Regions from separate parts of the Mus musculus genome. Here region 2 is linked to region 1. The links are chromatin contacts, called in public Hi-C maps. All regions are on one chromosome and are shown on one strand. The core of a region is the stretch at or near the end of the contact, and the rest is flanking DNA. Distances in the headings are between cores, read along the strand shown. Region 1 holds the start of Rnf145 (ring finger protein 145). Region 2 has its middle 33 kb from the start of Il12b.

Region 1 (6,360 bases), core at 553-3,052:
TAACTCCGCCCAGAAAGGAGACCAGGAAAGAGAACTTCCTTACATAAGCGCTGGCACACGTTTTAAATATAGCTAATCCTCCCCACTCCCACTGTGTTGCTAGCTAACTTTGTAGGGACTTGGTTTCCACAGAAACTACTAGCAATCCTGTGATTCCTCATCATCTCCGAAACCACATCCACAGATAAGAGTCCACCCTCCAGTGAAAGAGCCATCGTCCAACCTAAGGGCCCGACACAGAGAAGGAAAACAACGCTACCTCTGCCATTGGACGCTCAGCCTAGGTCACGACTGCAGCACCGGCAGCTCATCCTTTTGGGTCTGGTTCAAGATTCACAAAACTGCACACTCGGTATTTTATAAAATAAAGACAGACACACACACACACCCCTTCCTTTCAGACTAGTTTCCTGTTTACTGCAGACAGAGATGCAAAGCCATCCATTAATCTTTGATGCCTTCCCACTGCAAAGGCCCCTTCCCCCGCCCCATCTCACTCTCTCCCCGCACCTCCCCCAACCCCGCCTGCTTTGCTCAGATACATTTGAACTGTAGTAACCCCAAGCCAGCTCGCCGCAAGCAGGCAGCGAGCACAGCACAGCAGCGCGGCACGGACGCAGCAGCCCCAAGGCTAGGGGATTACGTGGAGCAGAAACTCTGCCAGGAAGAGAAGCCCGGGTGCTCCCTGCCTCGCCAAGGGTGCTGGCTCTACCGCGCCTCATAAGGCGCGCTTATATGAGTCAAGTTCCTAACCCTTAGATAGAATAGGGGGTTCATTCCACAAAGGTCCTAGGGTGGGAAAGCAGAACTGGAGAGGGCGAACCCAGGGATGGCGAGCGGGAAAAGGAACACAGTAAGAGAGAGATGAGCTGCTCGTGACTGAAGAGAGGCGCACTGCACACTAAGCCAGGGGTCCCCCTATTCTTTGGGCTTGGCAGGTCTTTCTGAAACCCGCAACCTGCACCGCCTGCACATGGTTAGGCTGAGTTAAGGGGCTGCGAGGTGAGGAGACGCCAGGGAAGAGGGAAGAAGCTTGAAAGCAAAAAGAGTGAACAGAAACGCAAAAGACGAAAAGTTAGAAATGCAAACCTGAGCAAAGGAGCCCGGACTGGACACCTCTGCCAGAGAGACCGGGAAAGGCCTTGCAACCGGGGTACAGGAGAGCAGAGAGGGGTGAGCCCCAATGAGGGCATCTCAGGAATGTGAGGGTTCTCTCCCTCTCCAGGCGCGGGAGGAAAGAAGGATGGAAGGTGGTGAGGAGGCAGCCGAGGCCCCGGGAACGAGTATGAGGCTCTGCGAGGAGGTCGCAGGAGACTGATCGCTGCTCAGGGGTGGGCGGGAGGGCGCGGTGCGGAGGGGGACCAGGCCGGGGCCAAGAGCCGGAGAAGGAGGGGGCGCGGCGGGGAGGAGCGAGGGTGGGGGAGGGGAGGGGAGGCGCAGTGGGCAGCAGGCCTGCGGGATGCTCCCGGCTGACCGCAGTCACCTGGAGCCGCAGCCTCCCTGCCTGCGGGGCGGCACTGGGGATGGCGGTGTCCGCTGCTGCCCGGCTCCGATTCCCGCCCCTCCGGTGAGATCTTCGGTTCCGACGGCGGGGGGCCCGGTTTGCGCGGCTCACAGCGGCGGCTCTCCCGCGTCCGGCCTCGGCTGCGGCGTCTCGGGAGGCGGAGGCAGCGGAAGCGGCCCGAACCGTGAGGTCACCATCCTCCGCGGCGACAAAGGCGCTCCCGGGCCGAGCGCCGGCACCAGCGCCCGGCGGCCGCCATGGCCTGGTCCCCGCGCTCCGGCTCCGCCCCCCGCGCTCTGCGGCGACCGCCGGCTCGCGCGCTCTGCGCCTGCGCGCGAGCTCGCCATCGCCCGGCCCCCGTGCGCCCACGCTCACTCACAATCGCGCACGGCGGGATCTTCCCGCACCGCCTCCGTTGAGTGGGCCCGAAACGCCGGCTTCTCTTTGGTGCTGGTCCGGCAGACTATTCCAAGGAAGGGTGAGGCGACACCGGGACATGCACTGTGACCCCAGCCATTCTGACACGTGTTCGCGCTCACTCCGCAGACACCACGAGCCGCACGCGCCCACACCTACACTCACCTGCTGGGACCACGTGGGACAATGTGAAAGGCTGGTCCCTGCCGCGTGCAAACCCAGAGCAATTTTTAACTCTCTCCTTGACTAGACTAAGACTCGTCTCTAAGGCATCAGGGACGACGAAGAGTAAAATGCTGGATGAGTGAATGGTTTGGAATTGCTCCCTGGGACTGTATTCCGGCTCCTTCGTTTGGTGCAAATGATTAACTACTGTATGAAAATAAAAGGTGTAAATAGGTTTGCCATTTCTTTTGGTTCAAGGTTCAAACCACATTAGTGTGCACACACCCTTTCCCTGAAACCCTTTTGTTCTGCTCTAGTCTCCTAATACTATGGCACATTCTTGCCGTATTATAAATGTAGAAGCTTTTAGAGCAGGATCTGTGTCTATATAGTATATAAGCTTGCTGAGGACTTAAGCTGATCTTTGCAGGGATCTATTACTACGTTCATCTGTATTACCATTGCCTCGCTATTACCTTCTGCCATTTGCTCTGTTGTTCCTTGCTTTTAGTTTAGTCCCTTGAGAATCAGTTGCCACTAGAAACTAGTGTGGCCTTTCATTAGGCAGTGCCTAGGTAACAGAAGATGAACACCAAGTGATTTGTAAGGCATTGCAACCATTCTGGCTCATTCGGAAACTTGCCAAGAGCCTCCACCTTACAATCTGTACAAGACAAAATGAGTATTCTTTGATGTTTATGTGTCCTTGTCCACTGCTTATGAGACACATACACCCACGATTCTGAACCTCTGGGTCTCCCCTGCTATAAAACTGTAAACACAACCTCTACATATACAAGGTCATCAGAGCAGGAGAGATGGCTTAGCTCTTAAGAGCCCTTTTTGTTCTTCTAGAGAACACCCCACCCCCAGGTTCAATTCTCAGCACCCAGGTGTAGCTGGTAACTCGAGTCCCAGAGGATCTGACGCCCTCTTCTGGCCTCCATGGACACTACAAACATGTGGTGCTCAGACATATCTGCAGACAAAACATTCATAGATGTAAAATAAGTAATATGTAGCCAAAGCCATCACTAAAGTTCACAGTAGCATATCTCCCTCCCATTTTCTGTGACTGTGATAAAACTTGGACAGAATTTATGGAGAATGGGTGTGTTTCAGCTCACTGTTTAACGCACAGTCCCTCGTGGGGCAGGTTAAGGCATCAGGAACTTGAAACAGCTGGTCACTTCACCCAGAGTCTAGAAGCAGAGAGTGATGTGAATGCATGCATGTCACTGCTCACTGCCTCATGTTCCTCACTCGTAAGCAGTGCAGGATGCCCTATCCAAGGAATGGCATCACACTAATCAAGAGAATGTCCTCAGGAGCCATGGTCCCATGTGACTAATTTTGTCAAATTGATGATTATCGGTAACTGTCACCTACTAGCTTCATAGCAGGGTTTAAATGTTTCTGGGGGTTCTGTTCATAACTCGTTATAGCCACTTTTGTTTGGATCCCTTAGGCCACCTTGGAATAACCATTAAACCTGTCACATCACAGAGCAGTGGTTTCATGAGTCTCTTCTGTATGTAGCCTCCTAGGTAAAAATCCTCACTGGCTGATGGTTGCAATAGGAAGCTGCCTATGCTAGCAACAGCTTTCCTTGGCTTTTACTCTCAAAGTTTCACTGCTGGCTAAGGCAGGAAAATATGTGGCCAGAAACACAGAATAAAGAATTCAAAATGCATATAACACTAAACTTGAATTGGTTGCCTTTGTCCTCAGGTAAATTTCAGAGTTTTGACAATATTTAAAAGTTTCATTAGATTCATGCTTTGCCTTAGTGGAAGGGGGGGGGGTCACCTCTGCCCTTTGCCATTCTATGTCTTTTTAAAGGAGAAAGAAAATGGCTTCAAAGCTTAAGCACTCCACCATAAGTACACTGGACATGTCAAAGCAAGAACAAATCATGTGTCCTTTTACCTTTGAGTTTCACAGGAGTGGCTTGTAAATGCTGAAGTTCAAAACAATGTGTGAAGAAAATTGCTCTGGTAATGAAAGGGTTACTGCAGGAACCTTGCTGCTAATCCAGTTTGGGTAAGGCTCCAGGAGCTACTATGTAAATAAAACTAAAAAGAAAATCCCAGAGACAAAAAAAAAAAAAAAAAAACCCAGCTGGGATTGAAGAAAGGGTCACCAGAATAGAAGAGAAGGGTCACAATGTAAGTACTTCCTGGAAAGAGTCACTCAGCCATCCAAAGCAGGAAAAACCAGGAACTGAATTTATGGGAACAAACTTAAGAAAATGCCCAGTTGCCACAACTTGTTCATAAAAGAAACTGGCCTGGGAACTAAGGGAACCGGGAACAACAGCATGCAAAGTTCTAAAGATACGAACGCATCCAATTGCCAGGAGAAAGTCAGGGCAGTGTTTTAAACCTTGAATCTTTGTTGCAGTTCTAGCCCTTCTAAAAGACTAGCTCCCAGGTTTCTTATAGAGCCAACGCTTGCTACTAAATGGAAATGGGCATCTGTGGTAGATCTGCAGGTAACCGATGGCCAGTTCAGGAGGCACTGCTTTTGCAATCCAGACTTGAGATAGCCTAGCGCAGCTTTCACACGATTAAGGCAACTTCCAAAGACCCTGGATAGCCAACTTGAGAATTGAAGGAGAAGCATCATGTGTTCATTTATTCTTATACTATTTTTCTCTGAGTATTTAGACATCTTTTCTATCCAGTTAAAATTATTATACAATCAACACTGAGAATTTTAAAAGCCTAGGAAGATAGCTCAGCGGGCATGAGGCTTGTTCTGCAATCCTGAAGATCTCATTTTGAATTCTCCAATACCCACCTAAAAAGCCAGCCATAGCTGAACATGCATGCCTGTACCCTAAAACTGAGTGGCAGAGATTAGTGCATCCCAAGAGCTTTCTGATCGACCAGCTTAGGCAAGTGGCAGAGAGAGAAAAAAAATAACTGAAAACCTTTTTTGTTGTCTGTATCGTTCACTCCCATAGGCTCAGACAAGTACACTCATATGTAACACATATACCGCACACACACTCTCACTCACAATCAACTGCCTAAACTAGAAGTCTACAAGAATCCCATTCTACTTAACTATCCTCATGGTTTCTTTCTGAAAGTTAATTGTATAAAGAAAATGATATTGTTACCAGGCAATATAGCCCATTAAGGGGAGTGTGGTGGTTTTAATGAGAATGGCCCCCATAGGTGCATAGATGTGAATGCTTGGTCACCAGGGACACTATTTGAAAGGATCAGGAGGTGTGGCCTTGTTGTAGGAGTCACAGAGGGAGGGGGAGGGGGAGGGTGTGCTTTGAGATCTCAAAAGCCCATGCGAGGCCCAGTATTTCCTCTGCCTAAGGGTCAGGATATAGAACTCTCAGCTATTGCTCTAGTGTCTGCCTGCATGTTGCCATGCTTCCCACCATGATGCTCATGGACTAAACCTCTGAAACTGTTAGCCAGCCCCCAAATTTTCCTATATAAGAGTTGCCATGGTCATGGTGTCTCTTCACAGCAATAGCATGGTGCTGCTATGAATTCAAATGCTAAACACTAGCCCCCAAGATCTGCCCCTGATGAGCAGATCTCAGCACACCAAATAATGCTATGTAAATTTTGCTTCCCAATTTAAAATGATTGGTTAAATAAAGTGACCACAGCTAATTACTGGGGAGAATAGAAGAGGTAGGGTTTTAGTTACCTGGCTGGGGGTCGCAGGTAGAGGCCATGGGGATAAGAGGAGGAGAGGAGAGTGAAGGAGGAAGAAGAGGGAGAGAACAAGAGGTCTCTATTAGCCATGATGGGCCAGGAGCACGTGCCTGAGTGGAATGCCCCCTCCCCCTCCAGGACAGACTGCTGGAGCAGAGGTAACCTGGGCAAGGTTCAAACAGCAAGTATCTGGGTGATGCAGCTGGGAAGTAGACAGTCTAGCATTAGCAATACAGATCAGGGGTAATCCCCCATCATTGTACAAGAGCTGATTAAATAAATCCACAGAACTTTGCCTCAGTTATTACACAGAGGGGGCTGTCCGGGTCATACAAATAACTAGTAGAGTTTATTAAAATCCATCTACAGGCTAAAACAGGGAGGTTTTTTTTTTTTCCTTTTATATATAACAACTAAATTCACAAACTGTTGAATCTACCAAAATATTCAAGGTTGGTTTGTTTGTTTTTAATTATTCTGAGTTATACAACCATTACTACATTCAGGTTTAGAACATTTCATCATAACCTCAGGAGAGTAGTATCATTAACAGTCACTCTAAGCCCTTCTTCTTAGCTCGGAGCA
Region 2 (5,700 bases), core at 709-3,208, 150 kb after region 1:
ATGGAGACATTTTCTTAATTGAGGTTCCTTCTCTCAGATGACTTTAGCTTGTGCCGAGTTGACATAAAACCAGCCAGCACAATGAGCAAACAAAATAAACACAGTCAGAACATTTTAGTGTTCACTCCCCTGGCTGGCTTACCCGCTAAGCTCCTTTGAGCCTAATGTTCAAGAAATTAACTTTTTCTTCTTCTTTCTTTCCTACTACAAAATCTTCCTTGCCCTTCTCTTTGGGTTCTTCTTTCTGTTGGTGGGAGTGGGTGGGGATATGAGCTAAGCAACTAAGCTAATTGCTACTAATGGGTAAATTAGCTAATGGACAACTCCTTCTGTGACATAATGTTATTAGGTTAGTATTGCTTCCCTTCTGATTGGCAAACGGTGGGAATTCACACTGTGCTTGGCAGTCCTCTAGCCACACCCAACCTCTGGTTTCCTGATCTTCATAAGGCCCTGGGCAAGGCTGGATGACAGCTGTCAACTGACCTTCCTAAGAATGGCATCCGTAATAAGGCTAGAGCCTGGTTATTGGACAGAAATTTCCAAATCTCTTAATTTCATGATTGCCTTGCAAGGGGCACAGTGAGTGCTATTAGTTGGATGAGGATTTTAGTGTGTCCCTCAAAAATTCACCTGTTGAGAGTTTGGTCTCCGATGTGAAGGTACAGAAGGTGAGGGATCCTTTTAAGAGTTGAGGCCTAGTGGGAGGTAGTTAGGCTATTGGTAGTTCTAAAAAATTCAAGGTACTAAGTAAATTCCTGCTACCATAGTTAAAAGCAGCAAGACTGGTCTCTCCTGTCCTCCTCCCTTCTACATCATGAGGTCTCTCTCTTTCTCCTACATCATGATGCTACCAACCATGAGTCCCTCATCAGAGCCTGTGCCATGTTACCTGAACCTTCAGCTTCTAAAATTGAGACATGAACAAACCTCTTTTCTTTTAAAAGTTATCCAACCTCAGGTACTTCATTGTGATAATGAAGACAAACTAATAGGGCAGTAAAAACTAGAACAGTCTTCAAGACCTTTCATCATAGCTACTTTTAAGCTCTTGACAAGCATATAAACACACATTTTGGGGGGGGGGGACCAAAATACCCAAAGTCTTAGAAAAGAATAAAAAGCAAAAGAGTCTTGCCTACTCCCAACCCCACCCTAATGCTCCCAAAATAGTACTAAGTTTATTTATTGTTAAGTTAATTTCTTGGTAAATTAGTTTACTGTTAAGTTAATTTATTGGTAAGTTAAGTTGCTGTCTAAGCTAAAGAAGGCCCCTGCAGCTGGAGTAGAGTGTCTTCAGAAGAGCCACACCTAAGTAAGCAAGAAACCAAAAAAAAAAAACAAAAACAAAAACAAAAAACAACAAAAAACAAAAAACAAAAAACAAACTCTTTCTGCTTTTCCACCAACAGTGTTTTCTCGTGATCCTTACATATGTTTTCTTCCATTCTTCTGGCTTTCCCCACCACAGCTCTGGGTACATTCCCTGGGATTCTGCAGAACCCCATCCTTTAACTACTCTTTCCATGTCTGAAAACGCCTTTTTTTTTGAAAAACAGCCTTTTATCAGTGACTGATGCCCAAGTGTTGAAAAGACATCTGTGAATACACACATTTGGCTTTGGAAGGAACTCTCTATCATTTGTGGAAGCAGAGGCCTGAGAAAAACAAACACACACACATGACTTGGGTGTGGGTGACAGTTTATGAGATGACTTTCCTGTTCATCTTTACCCTTGATGCTCTTGCCAACCCCTGTAGGGAGGCAGAGTGTGATAGTGTTAATTCTCCTGTGTAGTTGAGGGAGCGTAGGTTCCAGGAGGCTGCTCTCTCCAGTAGCCAATGCCTTCATCCAACAGCCTGGTCCTGGGAAGCCTGACAGCTCCAGGGCCTTAATGACCCTGTGGAACTAATCCAGATGTGGGGAAGGAACAGGAGATGTGTGAGGCAATTCCCAGAGTGTCTCAGATGGCAATGCTGGTTGCTTCATAGAAGCTTTAAGCCAGCTCTGGCTCAAGCAGTCTGCTGATTTCACCCTTCATGTTTAATTGACCCCTGACTCTTGGTTTTTCAGACACAGGGATGAAACCACTGTTGTTTGAGACAGAGGCTCCCTGTCTTGCGGGGGGGGGGGGGAGTGGGGGCAGGGGGAGGAGAGAGAGAGAGAGAGAGAGAGAGAGAGAGAGAGAGAGAAAGAGAGAGAAAGAAAGAAAGAGAGAGAGAGAAAGAGAGAGAAAGAAAGAAAGAGAGAGAGAGAGAGAGAGAGAGAGAGAGAGAGAGAGAGAGAGAGAGAGAGAGAGAGAGAGAACCAAGAGCATCTCTCGCACTTAACTACATTGGATCTTCCCAGTGTCCTGCCCAGATTGGAGCCACACTCCTACATCATCCTTCATCCCTCCCATTATGTTTGTGCATTTGCTTCTAAAGCTTCTACAGGGCAGATGTTTACTTTCTTAGCTTAACCTCCTTCACTCATACGGGAGTAGAAAGTGAGTCAGGGTCACGAGTTAGAGTTACTTCAGGAATGTGGTGACCAGATGCTATGTTAGGGACATCCATGCCAACTCAGACCAGATGAAGAACTCAGGGATACACGGAAGAGATGATCCCCAGTTACAGCAAAGCAAATGTGTGAAGAATGGTGTTGAGCTTCAAGTAAGAGAGTCCAAGGGATAGAGATGTTAAAAAAGCTCTTTTACTCTTCATCCCTTGAAATTCGGAGCTTGGTGAGGTCCCCAGGAAGCCTGCTTCTGCTCTGCTCAGTAATTTCGCTTCCAGGCTAAAAGGTAGCTGCTGGTGATCCTGATTTTGCATCTCGAATCAGAAGAAAAAGAATAGCAAGCACGTAATGGTGTTAGATGAGCACACCTATTTCAGACCACTTCTTTGAAAAACCCATCCCACAAATACTGACAGATATTTATCCTCTAATCTACCTACAAGGGAGGGAGATGTCCAGGTTGTCTGAACTTTGCCCTCTTTTTTATGCTGGGCACATTATCTCCAACAACATAGTTTTTGTTCTTATGAAAGAGAAAAGGCAGGGGGCTTGGGGAGGGCACGGGACTGCTCTTACAGGTTAAGTTACTAGCACTCATATGAAAGGACTCACAAACACTTGTAATACCAGCTCCTGAAGATCTGATGACCTCTTCTGGTCTCCATAGGCACCTGTACTCAAATGCACGCCTTCTGTGCCCCATATATACAACTTAAAAGAAAATACATCTTAAAAAATGAAAAAGAAAAGAAGGGGTAGACTTTAAGAAAAGATGAGGAGCGGTCTCAGCTTGTCTGAGTGGTGTTAGTTCAGTTTGGTGAAATCTGTAAATAATTATACTTGTCTCCTTCTCCTGAAATGGAGATCAGAGCAAGAGCTGCCATGTAAGTACTATATTGCACCTCATTCTCATGAAAGTTCCATGAGAGTGTGTGGTGAAGATGGAGAGCTTTGGGAGGTAAACTGGAAGTGTCTAATGAGTATCACTCTTTGTCTGGGAACCCAGCAGATAGTGGGAATTCTGATGGTTAGACACCTCCTACCTTTACACTGCCTGGGTTTGAATCTCACCTGCCGCACTTGATATTGCAACATTGGCACACCGTATTTGAAACTGCCCTGGCAGGCATGAAGACATTTAGACAGACAGACACTCATGTCTCTCAATCTGACTATTAGAAAAACTGACCCCCCCAACATCTCTTGCTAGGAGAAGGAAAATACCATGAGCCTGGAGTCAGTCAGAGCGGACACTTGTGTTCTGGAAAGAGTTTCCACATAGTGTTGACAGCTTGTCAGATGTGCATCTTGGAACAATGATAGTTCAAAGTGAGGAGGACCCTGTTTTGACCAGTACTGCTTAGATGTATGTATTCTTAGTTCTCTATTTAAACTCGAGTCTCTCTTCAGGGCCCTTAAAGAGGTATTAAAGAGGGGCACATGACTTCTTTATCTCTCTTCCTGATGTCTAAGTTACTTTTCTCCTGCTGTAATTAAACACCACGACCAAGGGCAATTTAAGGAAGAGAGGGTTGGGGCAATTTAAGGAAGAGAGGGTTGCTTGCAACTTCTTGGTTTACCATTTCAGAGGGACAAGAGTTCCTGATGGTGGAGAGGCATAGCAACAAGGCCCAGAGGCAGAGAGAGCTGGACACTCACATCTTCACAATGCAAGTAGGTAGAGAGTGTGAATTGAAAATGGAGTGGGGGATAAACACTATAAAATCTATGCCGAGGGATGTGCTTCCTCCAGCAAGGCTCTACCTCTTAAAGGTTCCACAGCCTCCCCAAGCAGTGTTGCTACCTGGAGACCAAGTTTTCAAATATCTGAGCCTGTGTGTGTGTGTGTGTGTGTGTGTGTGTGTGTGTGTGTGTGTGTGTGTATTCTCATTCAAACCACCACAAGCCATATTGAACAAATCTTCCTTTCCTGCTCTCTGTTATTAACTTGGGAGTTTCGAATTGGCTTTTTTTGAGGACTGGTGGTGAAACTTGGGTTCCTGGGGGTATAGACTGTGACTCCAAGTTTTGCAACATTATGATTCTGTTTATTTTCTCACAGGGTAGAATTTTAGATGCTGCCCAGTTGAGTTGTTACCAGATTGAGATGATCCATGCAGAGGGGTCACCCATATTAAGTGGTTTTATTGTGTTGTGGACACACAAAGAATATTATTCACTATAGCTATGGAAACTGAGAAGGGTCTAATGGGCCCAGTGAGATGTGGGTAGGCATGGATAGCTTCCTGGGATGGTGGTGCCTGAGTTGTGTTTCATCTGTGAGGGAGTCAGGCTGAAGAAGAGAGGGCATTGCAATGTAAAGAGGTAGCATGGAGCTGTGATATAACATGGGGAGCTCTGAGCTGTGAAGGCTCTGGTGGCTGTGGAAGCCAAAGTCAGAGGACAAAAGCAACAAGCTGATGCAGAGAGGAAGGCAGTGTTTGGAGCTCACACTGAGAACTGGATAGCTCTGGGGAAACTGTATTTACCACTCCCCTTTCCTAGAGTTGGTTTCCAAGGCAAGTGAGATCATTTCCACAGATAAGAACTTAGCTGGGTGGAACAATGCTTGTTTTTTTGGCCTCTGCAAACCTCCACCTGTTCACCAAGGGCCCCAGGCTCCAACTGTGGCTATATTCCTTTGGGAACATGCCATTAATCAACTAATGACTTCAGCTTTGGCAGAGAAGGCAAGGCTAGCAACTTGAGGCAGACTTGTAAGTAGAGGAAGGGAAAACTATTGGAAGTTCTTACAGGGAAGTGAAGACAAGTTGGCTACAGTTCCAATACAGCTTTATCACTTCAGAGGATGAGGGAAAACTTGTTTATCAGACTTCCCTAAGAGTGAAGTTGCTGAGGCATCTGGAGAAGTACATCTTGGGGTAGGGGAAGAGGACAGAGAGGGGAATAGAGAGTCTGGGGATGCAGAGTGATATGTTTGAAAGCATAACCCCAGGGACAATGAAGTGGCAAGTTGCCCCTCAGCAGAGAGCCTGAATAGAGAGAACATTTGACACAGTCCAGGCTCATCTCCATTCATAAGTTCCTGGAAATATTAGATGCCATTTCCAGGATATAGGTCATAACATCCACTCAGTTGCTATTACCAGGCTGTTTAATGATCAGATGTGCATAAATAGGGTGCCTTGGAGCTTTGTAAAGAATGCCAAGAATAACATAGAACCCTGCCTACCTTCTGA

Evidence for each region. Hi-C and Micro-C count contacts between places; a contact is called where the count stands out from the background.
Region 2: a contact with region 1 is called in a Hi-C map of the C2C12 cell line, with 3 times the contacts expected there. The contact joins the enhancer-like site here to the promoter of Rnf145 in region 1. A contact is called at or near these places in 1 of 39 promoter capture datasets (the C10 cell line), 1 of 484 Hi-C or Micro-C datasets (the C2C12 cell line), 1 of 115 datasets of contacts at active chromatin or transcription factors (large pre-B cells) and 1 of 9 other capture datasets (pancreatic islet).

Annotation. Positions count from the first base shown.
Region 1 is chr11:44,514,398-44,520,757 of GRCm38.p6, reverse strand. It overlaps Rnf145 (ring finger protein 145), which reads right to left and starts at 1,802. Exons shown (of 11, transcript NM_028862.4): 1 at 1,484-1,802.
Region 2 is chr11:44,364,114-44,369,813 of GRCm38.p6, reverse strand. No RefSeq gene overlaps it. Among named protein-coding and RNA genes, the nearest start is that of Il12b, 33 kb to the left of the region's middle. Within about 2 kb of position 1,958, at least 27 of the 459 cell types and tissues checked have an H3K27ac peak or open chromatin away from gene starts, as enhancers often do. A contact at or near this core is called in the C2C12 cell line, where this site is marked.